Linked DNA regions of Zea mays: region 2 is linked to region 1. Evidence: chromatin contacts called from public Hi-C data. All regions are on one chromosome and are shown on one strand. Each heading gives the region's core, a stretch centred on a gene start, on an enhancer-like site or on the middle of the called end of the contact. The rest is flanking DNA. Distances are from core to core; before and after follow the strand shown. Region 1 holds the start of LOC100192502. Region 2 holds the start of LOC100192597 (chaperone protein dnaJ).

What was found. Hi-C and Micro-C count contacts between places; a contact is called where the count stands out from the background.
Region 2: a contact with region 1 is called in a Hi-C map of bundle sheath, with 2.3 times the contacts expected there. The contact joins the promoter of LOC100192597 here to the promoter of LOC100192502 in region 1. A contact is called at or near these places in 5 of 25 Hi-C or Micro-C datasets (bundle sheath, ear, endosperm and 2 more).

The regions. Positions count from the first base shown.
Region 1 is chr1:213,746,953-213,752,670 of Zm-B73-REFERENCE-NAM-5.0, reverse strand. LOC100192502 reads left to right here and starts at 4,293. Exons shown (of 3, transcript NM_001322109.1): 1 at 4,293-4,776; 2 at 5,265-5,370; 3 at 5,518-5,718. The coding sequence starts at 4,515. The coding sequence ends at 5,545.
Region 2 is chr1:213,911,373-213,916,994 of Zm-B73-REFERENCE-NAM-5.0, reverse strand. LOC100192597 (chaperone protein dnaJ) reads left to right here and starts at 2,366. Exons shown (of 6, transcript NM_001137812.2): 1 at 2,366-2,554; 2 at 2,702-2,798; 3 at 2,976-3,043; 4 at 3,131-3,190; 5 at 3,280-3,366; 6 at 3,771-4,151. The coding sequence starts at 2,447. The coding sequence ends at 3,824.

The DNA.
Region 1 (5,718 bases), core at 3,044-5,543:
ACTTCTTGATGAGACCATTCTATCAGATTCTATTCTATTATAAAAGAACTAAGAAATTTGGCTACAAGAACTGCATATATTTCCTCTGTTCCAAATGGTTGTATAGGACAAGTGTGAGAACAACAAAGTGATTCGTGGCAAAGTTCTGTTCCAGCAAAAGACAGGATCTCGGAGTTACATTGCACATTTGCATGCCATGGTAATATACATAAATAACGTGTGTTCATCACCTATCATTATGTTCCAAGCTTACATTTAGAAATTGTTTGCATGTATTTTAGAAGCAAGCCAAATATGGAGATGCCCCACCAACTGCGATTGATCTTTTTAAAGAGTGCCATTGTAGCAGCAAGACTGGTTTTTTGAGCCTGTAAAGGAAGCAATTGTAAGTGAATGCTCCCTTTTCAACTATAGTTTTATTTATTGATTTTAGATAATGTTGTTGTAGTGTTGTTCATTGATTTCAAATAACCGTATAAAACCATGCTTGCTCCTTTTTCTGTATAACATTGTATCTATATGGAAGCATCACTCTTGGACCATGCATACTATTTTGGGTACTGTTTTGTTCTGAATTAAGGAATTGTTCTATTCCAAATCAAACATTTGTTCTGCTCTATTCTGTTCTAGGTACATCTTATTAAGGAACTTTTCTGTTCTGTTTTGATCAAACATCTATTATGTTCATCTATCCAAGTGTGTTGTTCTGTTCAGCTGAATCAAACATTTATTCTGTTCATCTATCCTTGTGTGTTGTTCTGTTCAGCTGAATCAAACATAAATCCATGCATACTATTCTCTTATGAATTAGTTTAGTGTTCTAAATAAAAAATTAAGTAACTCTGTTGGCTCAGAAATGACAACGTATTTTGATATGCTACCTACATAATATAAATGATATGCTACTTGTATAATAGAGAGCAACAAAACGGCAGAGATGACTTGTACAATAGAGATGACAATGCTACTTGTGCATTTCGATAGGTGAGGAACAATGCTACTTGTATAATAGAGATGACTTGTATAATAGCGAACACTTCCCTGTATTATACAACTAGCATTGCTACTTGTATAATAGAGAACACTTGAGCAATTCTACTTATAGGAACATGACTTGTATAATAGATGACATATACTAGGCAGAATGCTACATTGCTACTTGTATAAAAGAGATGATGTGCTACTTGTATAATAGAGATGACTTATGCATTTTGATATGATATTGCTTGTTTTGGTTTCATTTTATCACCTCTTGTCTTATTTTTAAACCTCCTCATTCACAGGACACAATGGAATCACTTGTGGTTGGACCTGGAGTAGAAGGGAAAGAATCCAATACCCCTATAGAAGCAGTTGTTCAAGTGTTTGCTTCATCAAAATTTCTTCAAAATATTGGTCTTGTACCTGCCACAAAGAAAAGCGGCAATGGTGGAGATCCTACACGTGTGGCCGACCTTGAGGCAGAACTTGAATCAGAGAAGCAAAATACATTAGAAGTTAGAGCTCAGTTAGATGCCCTCAAGAAAAAGGTAGAAGAATCAGAACAAGCAAGGGATAAGGAGTTAGAAAAGATTAATGATCTGCAAAAAGGAGCAGATGAGACCAATGCTCTCCTTCGTCTTCTCTTTAGCCTCAATAAGTAGTTGGTCGATTCATTTTTGTTTGGCCCTTTGCTACTATATGACCCTTATTTTGTTGTTCTTTTGGTACTATCCTTTGTAGCTAGTGTGATGAAAAATGTCATTTTTTATTTTGCTATGTTCTTTTGGTACTGTCCTCGGCACTCTACGTGAAGTTGGTGATAAAACATGATGCTAGTATTGAAAATTTTGAAGGATTTAGTTTTTGATAAATGATATCTATAATAATATGTTGCTAAGTATATTTGATGGTCATTTATTGTTTGTTTAATTACAATGGATTTTGCTTATACATTGTGATTTGTGAAACAAATTGGCTGGTGCAACCCAACGCTGGTTCCAGTAGGGCGCTATAGTTTCTACGCCTGTTAACAACGTTTGGTTACAGATTTAAAAATAAAAAGACAAAAATAGGGTAAAATAAAATGGATGCAATGTCTATGCGCTGGGCTACCAAATTAAAAAATAAAAATGCAAAAAAAATAGTGAAACAAATTGGCTTACGACCAAATATTTTGTGACGAATAAAATTGTCATAAGCATAGATGCCACGTAAGATCCCAGTCATGCCATGTCATTCGCATGTTTAATTTTATGACGTTTTCTATCCTACGTGTAAGCATGATGTGGCGTTTTTTTAATGATGGTTAGTGACGAAAATAGCATGTCACAAAACTATGACAACATATATTATGTCACTAAATTTATGACGAAAGAACATGAAACGTCATAGATCATGCAATGCCACGCATGATAGGTGACGAAGTGATTTTCGTCATGGAGATGTCATAAATTTCAAAAAGTGACATAAATTCAAAGTTTGGTGACATAAAGAGAACGTCACAGAAGGTCACAAGTGTTGTAGTGTATCCTTGTTTTCTACATCATTCTCAGACTTTTCTTTTCTATTACTGCAATTTCTTTCATAAAATAAATTATTTAGGAGTTACATGTTGGAGCTCAATTTATTTTTAGTGCTATGAACAGTTTAATGTAGTGTTTTAGTTTTTAGGACGCTATTTTAAGGCACCTTGTTAGAGATGTTAATTAGTGACATAATATACTTGGACGTTCAAATGTTAATTAGAGGGACTAAATAGTTAAGTATAAAACTAATTGGACAAGGTGTGGCTAATTTGCGAGATGAATCAACTAAGGCCATGTTTGTATTAAGTATTATTTAATTATGGTAAATAGGTGTTTCCTTCGTCCACGCTGACATCTGATTAGCGAAAGATGACAAACCTACCTAATCATCAGACCACTGCGCGCGCATGGCATGAACATTAGGGCCCGTCGCCCACATGCATGCTCAGATGATTTGATTTGAGCACCTTTTTGGCCTCGGTCCCACTCCCACTACGTACACAACCAAATGAGCTGGAAAACAAAGCTGCCCGTGCTCGAGCTTAGCTTACCTAACTGCATGTGCTTCTGCGCAGCCCATTATATATGCGTACACCAATAAGTACGGTCACCATCTTTGCATGCTTTGTGTGTTCCGCCAAGATCATCTTGGCAACATATCCTGCGTTTTTTTTTAAAGCACACATCAGATTGATGCACATACTTTTTAGTTCAAAAGTGAATTGATATAAGGGATAAATATTCGAGAACGATGGTAGTACGTATTTGTTTGTGCTTTCTAGAGACGTTTCCGAGCCTTAATTTTGATGTTCCATGTTTTTGGTTTCTCTTCTTGATTTCTTCTAAAGGCGAAGGCAAAGCTGGGGTCGTCGAGGTCCTGTGTGGATCAGCAAGCTGATGATTTCGTGACGGGACACGGGCCCACTGCGGTGGCGTGTTTACAAATTATTACACAATGGCCTGAGAGGAGAGCTACGTATCTTATCCCAGTAGTACGTGGACGCTGGCACGTTTGAATTACGTGGACGCTAGGGTACAAATATCTGAAAGGCGAATGATGGGAGAAAATAACATTTTATTTTCGGCTAAATTATGTTTGACGGTAAGCGACCGCCAAAAATAGGACATATACCGCCTAAAATAGGACATAAATTTTTCACGAATTTTTGAGGCTATTTGTGTATTATTAATTTTTTTCTAAAAAAATGAACAGCATGCACACAGCTATTCGGATAAGATATCCAAATATTCGAGAAGACTTATCCGAGAAAATATCCAGATATTCGATATCCGACGGATATCAGACATATCGTATTCGAATTCGATATCCGAACAGAATATCCGTATTCGTATCCGTTATCCGAAAAAAGTCCAAATATCCAAAAATTCTATCCAAACCAGTGTTCATCATCTTCGAATCTAGATCCGGACGGATATTTTCCGAACCATATTACATCCCTATCCGGAAGGAGTTGACCTGCGAAGCAAAACCAGCAGATAATAATAAAACACCAAAACGTTATATGTAAAGCGAGGAATTAAAAGAAGAAGAAGAAAAAAGTAAATCATGGACAGCCTAGCCGTGTCTAACGGAGCCGATGCATGCCAAGAATGAGGAGAGAGGTGAAAAGAAGATGAGCTTGGTAGGTACCCTTATCCAAATTTACACCAGCGGCCCCAATATATCTCGGCAGAATCCTCTCACGTCCGTCCGCTCCTCAGTCAGTCCTCACCTCCTTTTTCTCTATAAAATCCCCTCCCCAGTCCACCGTTCCCGAGAGAAGAACAGAGGGATCGTCATCCGCCCCACCCACAACTGCTCCAGATCCAGGCACGGCACGGCACGGCAGCCGGGCCAACCCAAGCCCGTCTTCTCTTCTCTCTCGTCCGTCCCTCACTCGCCGCGACGTGACAAGACAACGCGACGCGCGCGCAGCGCATACGTCGTCCAAGGCACGCAGGGGCCAGCCAACCAATCGCGTCCGTCCGGGTCTGGTGGTGGCCGGAATGGGCCTCCTCGATCAGCTCTGGGACGAGACGGTGGCCGGCCCGCGACCGGACTCCGGCCTCGGCAAGCTCCGCAAGTACTCCTCCTTCTCCCCCTCCTCCTCCTCGTCGTCGTCCATCCTGGCTCCCGCGCCGGCGCCGGCGCCGGCGGTGACGCGCAGCATCACCATCGCCCGCCCGCCGTCGCTCTCCGTCGAGTCCTACAGCTCCTCCTCCGTCCCGTCCTCCCCGGCCAGCACGCCCGACTCGCCGCTCGCCGCAGGTGGGCTCCCTCTGTTTTTGGTCGCCTCGCCGCCCCGTTCTTGGGCTACAAATCGTTTCTGTTTCTAGTTATGTCTGCGCACTGCTGCGCAGCAGCGCAGGACTGGATCTCCGACGAAATGGGGGCAGTAAAAGGGATGGAAAAAAAGTATATAAATTTTGACGTTCTATTCACGTTGTTTTTTTTTCTTCTACGCCCTCTTAAGCGCGACGCAGTCACAGATCTGCCGCTGCACAGCACGCAATGCCTTCGTGATAGCAGATGATGGTTCGTGGGAACTTGGGTGGGGAGGGTGCCGTTGCCGTGTGATTGTCAGGACCACCCAGACTAGCTAGACATTCATTTGCTGGTGCGTTTGGTGCTGTGATAACAAAGGGTTCGTTCATCAGAAAGCTGTGCATGCAAGCACGATGCACAGGCACAGCTGGTCGATATGCCTCATGCCTGAGCTGAGCCTCACCCTCTGTGTGTTGGCGTGTTTGGCGCAGCTACCCCGCCCAAGGCGGACGTCTGGAGGAGGTTCCGCCGGAAAACCAAGGTCTCCGACGGGCCGGAGCCGGCCGTCGGGCCCAGGAGCCCCACCGTCTACGACTGGTTCGTTCTCGCCTCAAAGCTTCTCTTCTTGTACTCTCGTGCCACGCCACCTCGAATCCTCGATGCACACCATGTCCATAGCTAAGCTAGCAGGTCACGATTTATGTTCCTGATACAGCTTCTGTCCCTGGTTGGTTCGCTTTGCAGGGTGGTGATCAGCTCGTTGGACCGCTGAGTTAGAACAGATCAATCGCCAATAAGCAACAACCGAGCTAGCAGAGGGCATGTTTGCGTTCTTCTGAATGTTGTGCGCGTGTGTCTGTGGCAGCATAAGTAGAGAGTATGTCGATGATGATGATGACGACGACGAGGATCAGTTCGCGGCGGGGAGGTTAGAAGTAGCCGGGC
Region 2 (5,622 bases), core at 1,117-3,616, 170 kb before region 1:
GCAGTCGAAGCGGGGCAGACGGCGCTGTTTTCCTGTCAGGTCAGTCAGTGGAGGGGCGAAGTGATTGCGGTCACTTCGGCCCTGCCGACTGAGGAACGTGCGTCAGGATAAGGTGTCAGGCGATCCTTGCATTGAATGCTCCTGCGATATGGTCGGTTGGCGAGGCGATCTGGCCAAGGTTGCTTCACTGCGAAGCCTGCCCGAGTTGGACCTCGGGTGAGTCGAGGGTGCGCCTGTTGACTACATACATTTATGCTGTTGTCGAACGACTTTGGGTGTATTTAAGTCTCGCCTTCAACTCCAACCCAACGCTTTCTATAAAAATAAGGAGCTCAAGTGGTTAGATGATGAGGGGAGCATGTATTCAAGCGGTCAAGATTTGATCCATGTAATGTTTTTATATATCATATTGATAATATTTGCTTAACCCTGATATTTATTCACCCGTAATTATTTTTTATTTTCCAATAATTAATGTCTGTATATATAGTATCTTCCTTCAATACAAGACAAACACACAAGAGTTGTAGAGATCAAACCCATCCTGTCCCTGCTGAGAGCTTATTCGGTTAGAGGTGAATTGAGAGGGATTAAAGTGGATTAAATCCCCTCCTATATAAATTTAAATAAGAGAGGATTTAATCCCCTACAATCCCATTCAATCTATCTCAAACGGAATAGACCCTAAAGGGGGTGCAGGATCAAATCCTAGCACTGCTCACGTGTGAATCGTCGGGCGCGCGCGGAGAGTGGATGCATGCATGAAGAAACCGAGACTTAAATATAGTACAGATATAAATAATTAACTTGTCAAAGGATCACTTATTATACAAATGTATTTATTTTGATGTACGTATAATGATTTCTTACATCTGACAATGTGTATAAGTGACAATATTTTGCATTAATAACATATGAAGTATGTCCTAATTATAATTTAAGTGAGGACCCGCTGATCCCCGACAGGATTTATCCCCGCGGGGAATGGATATGGAGAAGAAATGTCCCCCACAAGCATTCGTGGAGATCCCCAGAAATATTTTCGTCGCGCGGATGGGGAGCTAAAACCCTATGGGGAAATTCTCCGTTGCTATCTCTAGAGGGAAGGGGCAGTCCTGCCGCCATGCCAACGCCGAGGTAAGCGAGGGCGGGGCCCGCCATGCCGTTGCGCCGGGGCATCGTGAGGGCGGGGTTGACGAGGGCAAAACTCGTTGTCGGCGTAACCTTTGCTAAATAACATGAATATCATTTTTTGCATGCACGGTTTTTCATGTTTCGAGTGACTTGCAGTTCAAATCTGAATTTTCCGAAGAAATTCAATTAAACGAACTAAATCTAAGAGTTATAACAAACACTTTTATAATTGTGCAAAAATAGAACATGTAAGTCTACATAGTGTAGTAACGTACCACAAAAAGTTTAGTTGGAAAAAGAAAAAAAATAAAATATATTTTGCCAAGTGTCACGGGCGGGACACTCGGCAAAGTAGCTTCATTGTCGAGTGCCAAAGTTCGGCGCTCGGCAAAGGTAACGACCGTCACCTATAGACGGTTGCTAACAACCTTTTGCCAAACGTAGACTTTCTTCGTCGAGGGTTTGGCACTCGGCGAAGATGTCTTTGTCGAGTACCTTCCTGCGCCGAGAGTCCTGCTCCCGGTAAACGTAATCGTTATCGAGAGTGGAACTTTATCGAATGCGTCACTCGGTAAAGACTTCTTTGTCGAGTAACCGATAGAAACCATTCGGTAAAGAGTTGGATTCGAGCAGTGACGCGATAGGTTGAGTATAGGTTCTATGCTGCTGCTGCAGGGTGATCCTCGAAGAGCTGGACATCCATTGAACTTGTAACGTTACTGCTGGCCTGCGTTTCCTGGAGGCGAGGAATGTACGCTGCACCTTTCATCTCCACGCCGCACCTACCATTGGCCCCTACAATCCCTCCCGAGCGGGCGCAAGCCAAACGTACTACGTCAAGGCAGAAGATGCGTCCAATGTGCATGCGCTCTTAGCTCCGCCGCCGTCCGCAGGCGACGTGCTGCACTGCACCGGTGGCTCAGTGAGTGAGGGAACAGCCACTGACAGGGCCCTTCAGCTGGGCGCGGACGGCGGACGCAACGGCCACGCACGCCACACGAAGGCTCACGCTGGCGACGCTGGTCGCTGGCTGACGCACGCCCTCGCGTCGCATCGCGCGCGGCCTAAAAATATCCCCGGGCTGAGCGCGCGAGCCGCAAGTTGCCCCCCTTGCTCCACCCCGGATTCCTGGTGCAGATGCAGCGCACGGTCGGGCCGCGCGCCCCCTTGCTAGCCTGCCACACTCGGCGCCGCGCCTATAAGTAGCGCGCATGCGCCGGCGCAGCACTGCACCCACGGCTCGAGCTCGCAGCGACAGGCACAGGCAGCAAGGCTGGTTTCCTTCCTCGTCGAACGTCTGCCGCTGCTCGCGATGGCCGGACGCGGAGGAGGTAGCAAGAGTAGCCTGTACGCGGCGCTGGGCGTGGCCAGCGACTGCTCCGACGCCGAGCTGCGCAGCGCCTACCGCAAGCTCGCCATGGTCGGTGACGGTGACCTCGCCACCCCTGATTCTGTTACTGACTGCTTCCCCTGTCCGCCGGTTGCTCTGTTTCGGTCGTAAACCCGACGACCCGGCTGCTCTGCTGAGTGCTGACTGGTGTTGTTACCGCCCCGTGCTGGTGGGCAGAAATGGCACCCGGACAAGTGCGCCGGCGCAGGGAGCTCCGGCGGCGGCGCGGACGCCGCCAAGGCCAGGTTCCAGAAGATCCAGGGAGCGTACGCCGGTAACTAATCCGCTTTCCATTTTGAATCATACTCGACTCTACGCGTTACTTTTGCTTGTAGGTTGGGTAGCTCTTTTTAAGAGAATTGTCATGTATGTACGTACACGTAGTCGTCGGCCAAGTATATTTTGCAGCTTGCACTTATTTGGTGATGTGGTTTTTAACTGACCTGGCCAGTCCTGTCGGACCCCAACAAGCGGATCCTGTATGACGTCGGGGCCTACGACGGCGAAGGCGACGATGACGTACGTACGTTGTACGGCATGCGCATTTGCATCTGCATTTTCCCAGTTTGGCAGGAGAGTGTTTGTTTAATTTTCCACGTGTGGCAGGGCGCCGGGGAGATCCTCGGAGACATTCTCGAGGCCATGAGCCAGGCAGGCCCTGCCGCCGTAAGAACTCAGTCAGCAGCCGTTATCGAAACGATCTATCCTCCACACAGAACTAATCTTGACGACGTGCACATTTCGCTCACGCGCAGGACAACGGCAAGGGGGAGAGCCTGGAGGACCTGCAGCGGCAGTTCGAGGAGCTGTTCCTGAGGCCGTCGCCGTCGTCCTTCTCGCCGGTGGGTATCCTTCTTACGCGGCTCTGCTTCCTTTCGGTCGCCTCGCTAGCTAGCTAGCTGCCTAGGACTCGGCGTTCTCGTCGGCGTAGCGTAGATGCTCCTGGACCTGGACCTGGGCCACGCCTGTCGCCTGCTTGTAGCCAGGCCAGGCGACGGTGACAGGCCGGCCGGGTCCGTCCGGCCGTCGACCTCCGCGTCGCTTTCCAGCGGCGTTATTTATTTACGTCGTGCAAATTGCGTGGGCCACATGATCGCCCGCCAGGCGCCAGCAGGGTTCATGAGACGAGTGGCTCGAGATCGGCGAGGCGGGGCTCTTCTTGTTCGCTGTAATTTGTTAATCTCACTCTCATCTGTAGAATCGCTGCTGGGTTTTAAGTACCGTGCGTGTTTCTTGGTCGCAGCAGAACGACGCAGCTGGGAAGTCGGCTTCCAAGAGTAGGCCTGCTGGGAGGAAATAGACAGGACACTGCGGCGAATAGGTCGGTCCAGCTACTCCTGTTCCAGATAAGCTACGACCTACGAGGTACCGATACCTGGCCAGGAGCCCAGGACAGCGACCTGCGACGGCGACGAGGCTGCCAGTGCTGCACGCTCAAGTACATGCTCCGAGTTGTAGCTACTACTGTAGATCGGCACGGCAGTCGCCAGAATGGTACCATAAGGCGGCCGTACGCACACACGCATGAACGCTGTTTTTACCATCTCAGGTTCGCTGCAAAATTTCCAGCGTGTTCTCTGTAAAATCCCTGCATGATTGCTATAAAGAAATTCTTCGTGGGTACTAATAAATGGAGTGCTCAGTAATGGCCATCGTATGAGAGGCATATGCTAAACAGCAAAAAAAAAGTTTTTTTTTTGGCAAATATCCTCCAGGTACGGCACCATATCCTCCAGGTCGTGCCGTATTTGGCTATCTCCAGCAGCTCTCCTATCTCATCCTCTGTCACACCTCCTATTTTAAACTTCACTCTGCAAACGGTGTTATATATAATGCTAAACATTATTTTACACTACTATATACACGAGATCTGTTGGAAATAGCCTTATGTCATTGGCAATAGGCATCACAGACTAGCATACTAGTGTCCCTAGGGATACTATATACGTGTGAAACTACTTCACCGACCGGAAAACATCAATATTTCAAATCCAAAATTCAAATTTACAAAATAACAATAGACAAAAACACATTCACATATCACAAACACATAACTACAGATAAAAAATAAAATAAAATTAAGCAGGAGTTGCGCAACGTTGGTAGCAAGGTCCTCATCTAGTCGAGGGGGAGTGGGATCAACACAATAAGACGAAGAGCTCCTTATTAGTATCCGCGCGAGGATTGTTCTCGTCCTGATCTCTAGGCAACCCCACACAGTTGCAACTCCTCAATGATGGTCATGTAGTGCCTAATGCCACCGTCCATCGTCTCCCACTCATCCAGTTCCTCGATGGCTACCACACAAAAGCAAATATGCGCATTTTGATGAAGACATAGCTCTTAATATGTCCATCCGCGTATATATAAGGATGTAATCATTCTATTTCAAGGGGGGAAAAGGTTTAGAAAGGATTTTTTTTTCGTTGCTCCGACTCACGGATTTTGTATTTATGTCGATTTGGACAATTTTTACGGACCGATTCTCAAAAAAAAAAGACCAAGAAGCGAAACGTTTGAGTGCTAGAAGCTGATTCTGGTGGTTAGGAACCGATTAGAAGAAGCCGAAACAAAGTCCCTAAGGCCTTGTTCGTTTGTGTCGGATTGCATCCGGAATCGTTCCAGCTAATCAAAGTTTATATAAATTAGAGAAGCAATCCGGTTCGAAATCGTTCTGACCCACCAATCCGGCACAAACGAACAAGGCCTAAGACGGCAGCGACCTGCGGCCAACGTCGACGGCCAGTGAAGCGAAGCATCTCGGAAAAGTGACGCGAGGAGAGGCGCAAGTTGCCGCGGTGCGCTGCGGCAGCGTTCCGGGGCATCTCCTGACGTGACGATGAGCGAGTTCCTGCACAACCTTTTCGCGTACTCGTGACACGGACCGTAAGTCAGCGGGCGGCGAAACCTGTTCGCCCTTTTTCCACCCGCGGCAACATGGGCGGTCCCATCGGACTCGGACGGACCCCCGCCCGCGCTGGGCTGCGCTGCGCTGCAGGGCCAGTTCAAGGCGAAAAGCGCACACACCACGGCGTCGGTAGAAGCCTCTCGGATCCGACTGGCCCACAGTCCGGTCCGCGCAAGCTGTGAAGGACCGG